2 separate regions of the Muntiacus reevesi genome follow, and region 2 is linked to region 1. Evidence: chromatin contacts called from public Hi-C data. All regions are on one chromosome and are shown on one strand. Each heading gives the region's core, a stretch centred on a gene start, on an enhancer-like site or on the middle of the called end of the contact. The rest is flanking DNA. Distances are from core to core; before and after follow the strand shown. Region 1 holds the start of SORT1 (sortilin 1). Region 2 holds the start of ELAPOR1 (endosome-lysosome associated apoptosis and autophagy regulator 1).

What was found. Hi-C and Micro-C count contacts between places; a contact is called where the count stands out from the background.
Region 2: a Hi-C map of muscle shows a contact between it and region 1, with 5 times the contacts expected there. The contact joins the promoter of ELAPOR1 here to the promoter of SORT1 in region 1. A contact is called at or near these places in 2 of 3 Hi-C or Micro-C datasets (blood and muscle).

The regions. Positions count from the first base shown.
Region 1 is chr1:96,046,508-96,049,092 of mMunRee1.1, forward strand. It overlaps SORT1 (sortilin 1), which reads left to right and starts at 1,312. Exons shown (of 20, transcript XM_065907533.1): 1 at 1,312-1,680. The coding sequence starts at 1,372.
Region 2 is chr1:96,279,008-96,281,592 of mMunRee1.1, forward strand. ELAPOR1 (endosome-lysosome associated apoptosis and autophagy regulator 1) reads right to left here and starts at 1,286. Exons shown (of 23, transcript XM_065927495.1): 1 at 1,272-1,286. It overlaps CFAP276 (cilia and flagella associated protein 276), which reads left to right. Exons shown (of 5, transcript XM_065927514.1): 2 at 561-677; 3 at 1,186-1,301; 4 at 1,627-1,754; 5 at 2,158-2,272. The coding sequence ends at 2,228.

The DNA of each region.
Region 1 (2,585 bases), core at 62-2,561:
AATTTTTGTTTGCAAATTAATGTGACTAGAGGATTTTAATGTAACACTAGGATTGGGGGCACTGAACCATTCATTTTGCTCTACAATAAATATATTATCATTTGGGTTTACCTGCAGTAAGTGTTAAAAGTAATTTTTAGTGACTTTATTTGGGTGTAATATTTTGTATATATATATTATCATTTGGGTTTACCTGCAGTAAGTGTTAAAAGTAATTTTTAGTGACTTTATTAGGGTGTAATATTTTGTGTCTATTTGTTCCCTATTTTACAGAACAACTTCTGGCATTCTGAAGGGATGAAGTCAGTAAGGAGAAAATCCAGAACTGGTTTTACCTGCACTGCATGTTCCAGAATAAAGTTATGTATGCAGTTTCTGCGATAAAGGCAACAGTGTAGGGATTTTGTTTTATTTATTGGAGGCAGGATGCTAAATTAGGGGATATCATATATTGAAAATCAAACTTGTGCCTTGCACTCACTGAAGGGTTAAAGTACTTTGATAAAGATAAATGTGCATTTACGCAATAATGTCTAAAGTAGGCACTGGGCAATTATATTGCACCCTTTTACCTGCATTGCACCCTTTTACCTGCCCCTAACGTCTAAGCTACTTTCTAACCCCAGGAAAACCAATAAGCAATTCCTGTTTTGGCCTAACTCCCTGCCTAAAAGAAAAGTGAGTGAGAAGCGATTTCACCAGGCTTGCGTGAGTCACGGATGTCCTGATGTCTATGTGCCTCACAAGATTCAGCCCACACAGTTCGCATTCACTTCTGTCAGCAAGGCGGCTGCTGCAGTAGACAATGGGCGCTCCAAAGTGCGGGGGTTAAAAACCAGAAGCACCGGTTCGTGAAGGAGCCCCCTTTTCCAGATGAGCGAGCTCAGGGATTCCCTGAGAAAAATTTTCAGGCGCTGCGGCAACCCAAAGGAATTTTAGGGGTGTCTCTGGGGGAGAAGAGGGGACCAACCCAGCCCAACTTGAGGGTGCCAGAGAGAGTACTGGGGAGTCGGGGCGTCACGGAGCGGGGGGGGGATTCTTGTGAAGGAAAGAAGCGCCTCTTAACTCTGGAAGCCCGGCCTTGGAGACGCGGGGAGAGCGGGGGATGACCTCAACCGTCTCTGCCACGTTCCAGCCAATCAGTCCCGCATCTTGGCATCCGAATCCAGGACCCCCGAAGCCGGAGGCGACGCGAGCCAATGAGCAGTGGGCTGGGGAAGAAGGACAAGCGGCCAGCCTATGGGGGCGGAGAGGCCCGGCTCCGCGTATCCAAGGAGCGCCGGGCTCGGGCTCGGGGGTGTGGCGCGGCGCCGGCGGGGGTGGGCGGGAGCGCCCGGCTGCAGGTGTCCGCGGCGTAGGCATTCGGCGGCGATGGAGCGGCCCGGGGGAGCTGCCGACAGCCTCTCGCGCTGGCCCCACGGCCTCGGCCTTCTCCTCTTCCTCCTCCAGCTGCTGCCGTCGGCGACCCTCGGCCAGGACCGGCTGGACGCGCCGCCGCCGCCCGCTGCGCCGCTGTCGCGCTGGTCCGGCCCCGTCGGGGTGAGCTGGGGGCTGCGCGCGGCCGCGCCCGGGGGCCCGGCTCCCCGCGGCGGCCGTTGGCGCCGCAGCGCGCCCGGCGAGGACGAAGACTGCGGCGGGGTCCAGGACTTCGTGAGCAGGCTGGCTAACAACACACACCAGGTGAGCGGGCGCCAGGTCCGGCCACCTCCCGGACTGCGAGACACCGGCCCTCGTGCCCCCGGAGGCCCGCCCGCCAGGCCCGCGCAACCGGCCCCTCTTTCTCTGTCCGCGCGCCTCGCGTCCCCGAGGAAGAGACCCCCCCCCGGCCGCGCGGCGCCCGCGCTCACCGGGCCGCGGCCCCGAAACTGCGGCTGCAGGAGGGCCGAGTCGGGCCGGGCGAGCGACCCTCGGTTGTCGCGGCCCAGGCGGCTGTGTTTCGTCACAGCGGAGGCCGGCTTAGACTTTCACAGCATTCTTTTTTTTTTTTTTAAGTTGTCAAAATCTGTCGAGCGTTGTTGTTTTCTGTCTGTATGAATAATTAGGATCGAGTAACGCTATCCCGCACCAGGAAGCTGCAGGAGTTAATTACCTCTTAAGTGGTTGGAGAAGTTGGGGCTGCGCAGAAGCAAAGGTGTGTCTTCGTGGGGTCAGAACTTTCAGGGTTGGTCGCGGGTGTTCAGAAGTACCAAAGCAGTAACTAGGTTTCTGTGTGTATTTTAATAGCTAAAGGAACAAGGTTGTCCGTGGGATTACAGTATGTGATCTGTCTTACGCCTTCAATTTAGTCTTCTGTCTTGGTATTGGACTCTAACCAGGATGTCTCCATACTGTTATAACAATGGTTTTCGACGGTGAAGAAACACTGCAGAGATTCTCCTTTGAGCCAGGTCTTAGGCGAAAACTTTAGAAATTGTGACAGTTCTGTCTCTGGGGACAAGCAGCTCAAACCTTTCCACACTACTGGATTGACAGTAGTCAGTGTCCTGGCTACTTGCTCTAGTGCAACCTGGGCATCTTCCTCGTATTTTTTCTAGAATTAACGATTTATTTGTTGCATAATGTCTTTTCAGTTCAGTGCATTTTCT
Region 2 (2,585 bases), core at 36-2,535, 230 kb after region 1:
TGAGAGAACCAAACATTCAATGAACTTTTTGACATTCCTGCAGCAACAATGACCCTTCCTTGCTTACCGAAATTTTTTTCTCACCTGTCTAGACACTGTTCTCTCCTGATTCTCCTCTCCCGATTCTCTTGTCTCTGACTGCCCCCAACCAACCCCATTATAATATTGTGCAGTCCTCATGAACCACCTCTTCCTTTTTGGTCAGATTCTTTTTGGGAGGCTTCAGCTGTTACTCCAACAACTGCATATTGCGTTAGAATATCTTACCTCTTCCTCAAACTCAGGACTTCTGCACCTGAGCTCATTTTGCCTGTCTGCTCCCCATCCTTCACTTCATGTCCCACTTCACCCCCTTCCCTGTCTTCCTGGCTCATTTCTGTCAGTTCTAAGAGAAAACTTAGGAGAGTCAAAAGGCTGGGAGGCTTGCCCCATATCATCCTTCTCATTTAGATGTCTCGATTCAATTAAAATGGAATGGCAGGAGGGGATGGATGTCACTGATGCTACCACATCAGCAAGGCCTTCGGTAACCAGGCGTGGGTGTGGTTTCTCTTTTGCAGAAACTGCCGTGTAGGAACCCAACTCACCTTGCTCAGCAACAAGAACCCTGGTGTCGACTCAGCTCAACTCCCACAATTACCTCCATGAAACGGGATGTTTTGTTTTTTTATTCAGAGGTACCTAGCATTGAAATGCTGTTTCTCATTATATCCACTTAGGATTAATGACTATCCTTTTTGAAAGGCAGTCTGTCCCTGACTGCTTTAGCAGCTTTATCTTGCCCCCAATCCAAGATCCTATCAAATCTAAAACCAAATACCAACTTTATCAGGGGTATGGGAAGGCAAAAGGCTTGAGTTTTGCTGCAGTTAATTATTTGGAGCAAATCATTCTCTCATTAGACTTTTCATTATAACCATGAATGAGGTAAGGCCCATTAAGCTCAAGTGGTTCCCATGTCTCCAGGAGAGCTTCCCACTCCTTAGACTTAACCACGAAACAATTCTATATGGACAAGATTTAAGAAGTCATCATGTACAGTAATTTGGTGTGTAAAGAGCTGGTGGGTCTCAGGCCCAAAAAGGGTTCACTCTGCTTTGGGAGAAGAGTAGAGCCCAATAGAACCCGACTAGAATGGGTGCACAGGTGGGAAGTTAACCCTGAGGGGGTTGGCCTCCTCTGTAGATACCGAAGGATGACCTGGATTTCCGCTTAGCAGCCTTGTACAACCACCACACAGGGACATTCAAGAACAAAAGTGAGATACTCACACACCAGGAGACCATCCAGGATACCCGCAGGTAAGTGGTGGAAGCAGAGCCTCACCCTAAGAGCAATGCCATCCAATCAAGTAAGGTAAACTGTCACCTGGGAAATAATCAATAGGTTCCTGTTTGTATAGATTTTTGCATTTTTTTTACTTCTGTAATACAATTTCTGTGTTTTTTTTTTTTTCTAAAATGGAGATCTTCCAAAATTGGGCTCATCCATATAATAAAAATTTGGTTAATTTGAGAGCCCAGAAAGGGCCTTTGGTTGCTATATTTTTGAGGTTGCATGCAACTCCTTCCCTCCTTACCTTCTTCTCTTGATTTCATTCTCCCCTGTTCTTCCCACATCTTCCAGAATCAAGACCCAATTCCCTGGAGAATTTTTACCTGCTCCCCAACCACCCCCGATCACTTCCAGAGCTAACATCAGACATTGGATCAACCCTAAGAAGGAGTCTATTCACAGCATACAGGGATCCATAGGTAAGGGTTAGAAGACTGAGGAATGGGAGGAAGATGGGTGGTGCTAAAGTTTTTCTAAATGGACACAGGAATCACGGAGCTGAGGTGGCTGGCTATTAGGGAATATGAGGGATAACTGAGTCTGGCACATATCAGGCTAATGCCAGCGGACATGCTGACTGTAGAGCTAGGAAATGAATTCAGTTTCAGAGCCTCTGCCTTAGCCTTAGGTCTAATGGACAAGAATTTTCAGCAAAGGACAGAAACCTGGGGAAAGACCTATAGCTAACCTCCCATCAGTCTTCTGTGCTTCCCTAGCTGTTGGAACCTTCTTCATGGTCCCTGTGAAAGTATGGGTGACAAATTCCCAGAAAAGGCAACAGATCTTAAATTCACAGCCCATTCCTTCTTCTTTTCTCCACAGTGTCCCCTCACACTGCAGCCACCAATGGAGGGTACTCCCGAAAGAATGATGGTGGCTTCTTCTCCACCTAAGTGTTGACAGGCCCCTGGACTAATTAATCATTGTGGAACATCCCGCCGACCACCTCCATTAAATAGATTTGTGTAAGTTGAAGCCTGGAGTATGTGTTACCCGCAGACTACAAGTTGCCACTTGACTACTCTTAAAATATGGAAGTTTCTCAACTTCTAGAAACTAATCCTATTGGGCAATATTTGCAATTCGGTCATCTTGCCGAAACGATAAGGATTTAGGACAGAACAGCACTGTTTTTGGCAGGAGACAGGTATTCACATTTTGTAAACTGGACTCATTCAAACCATATAAATATATAGCCATTCAACCTTTCTTGAAAACTTTTCATGTGTCAGGTGCTGAGCTTATTGTTA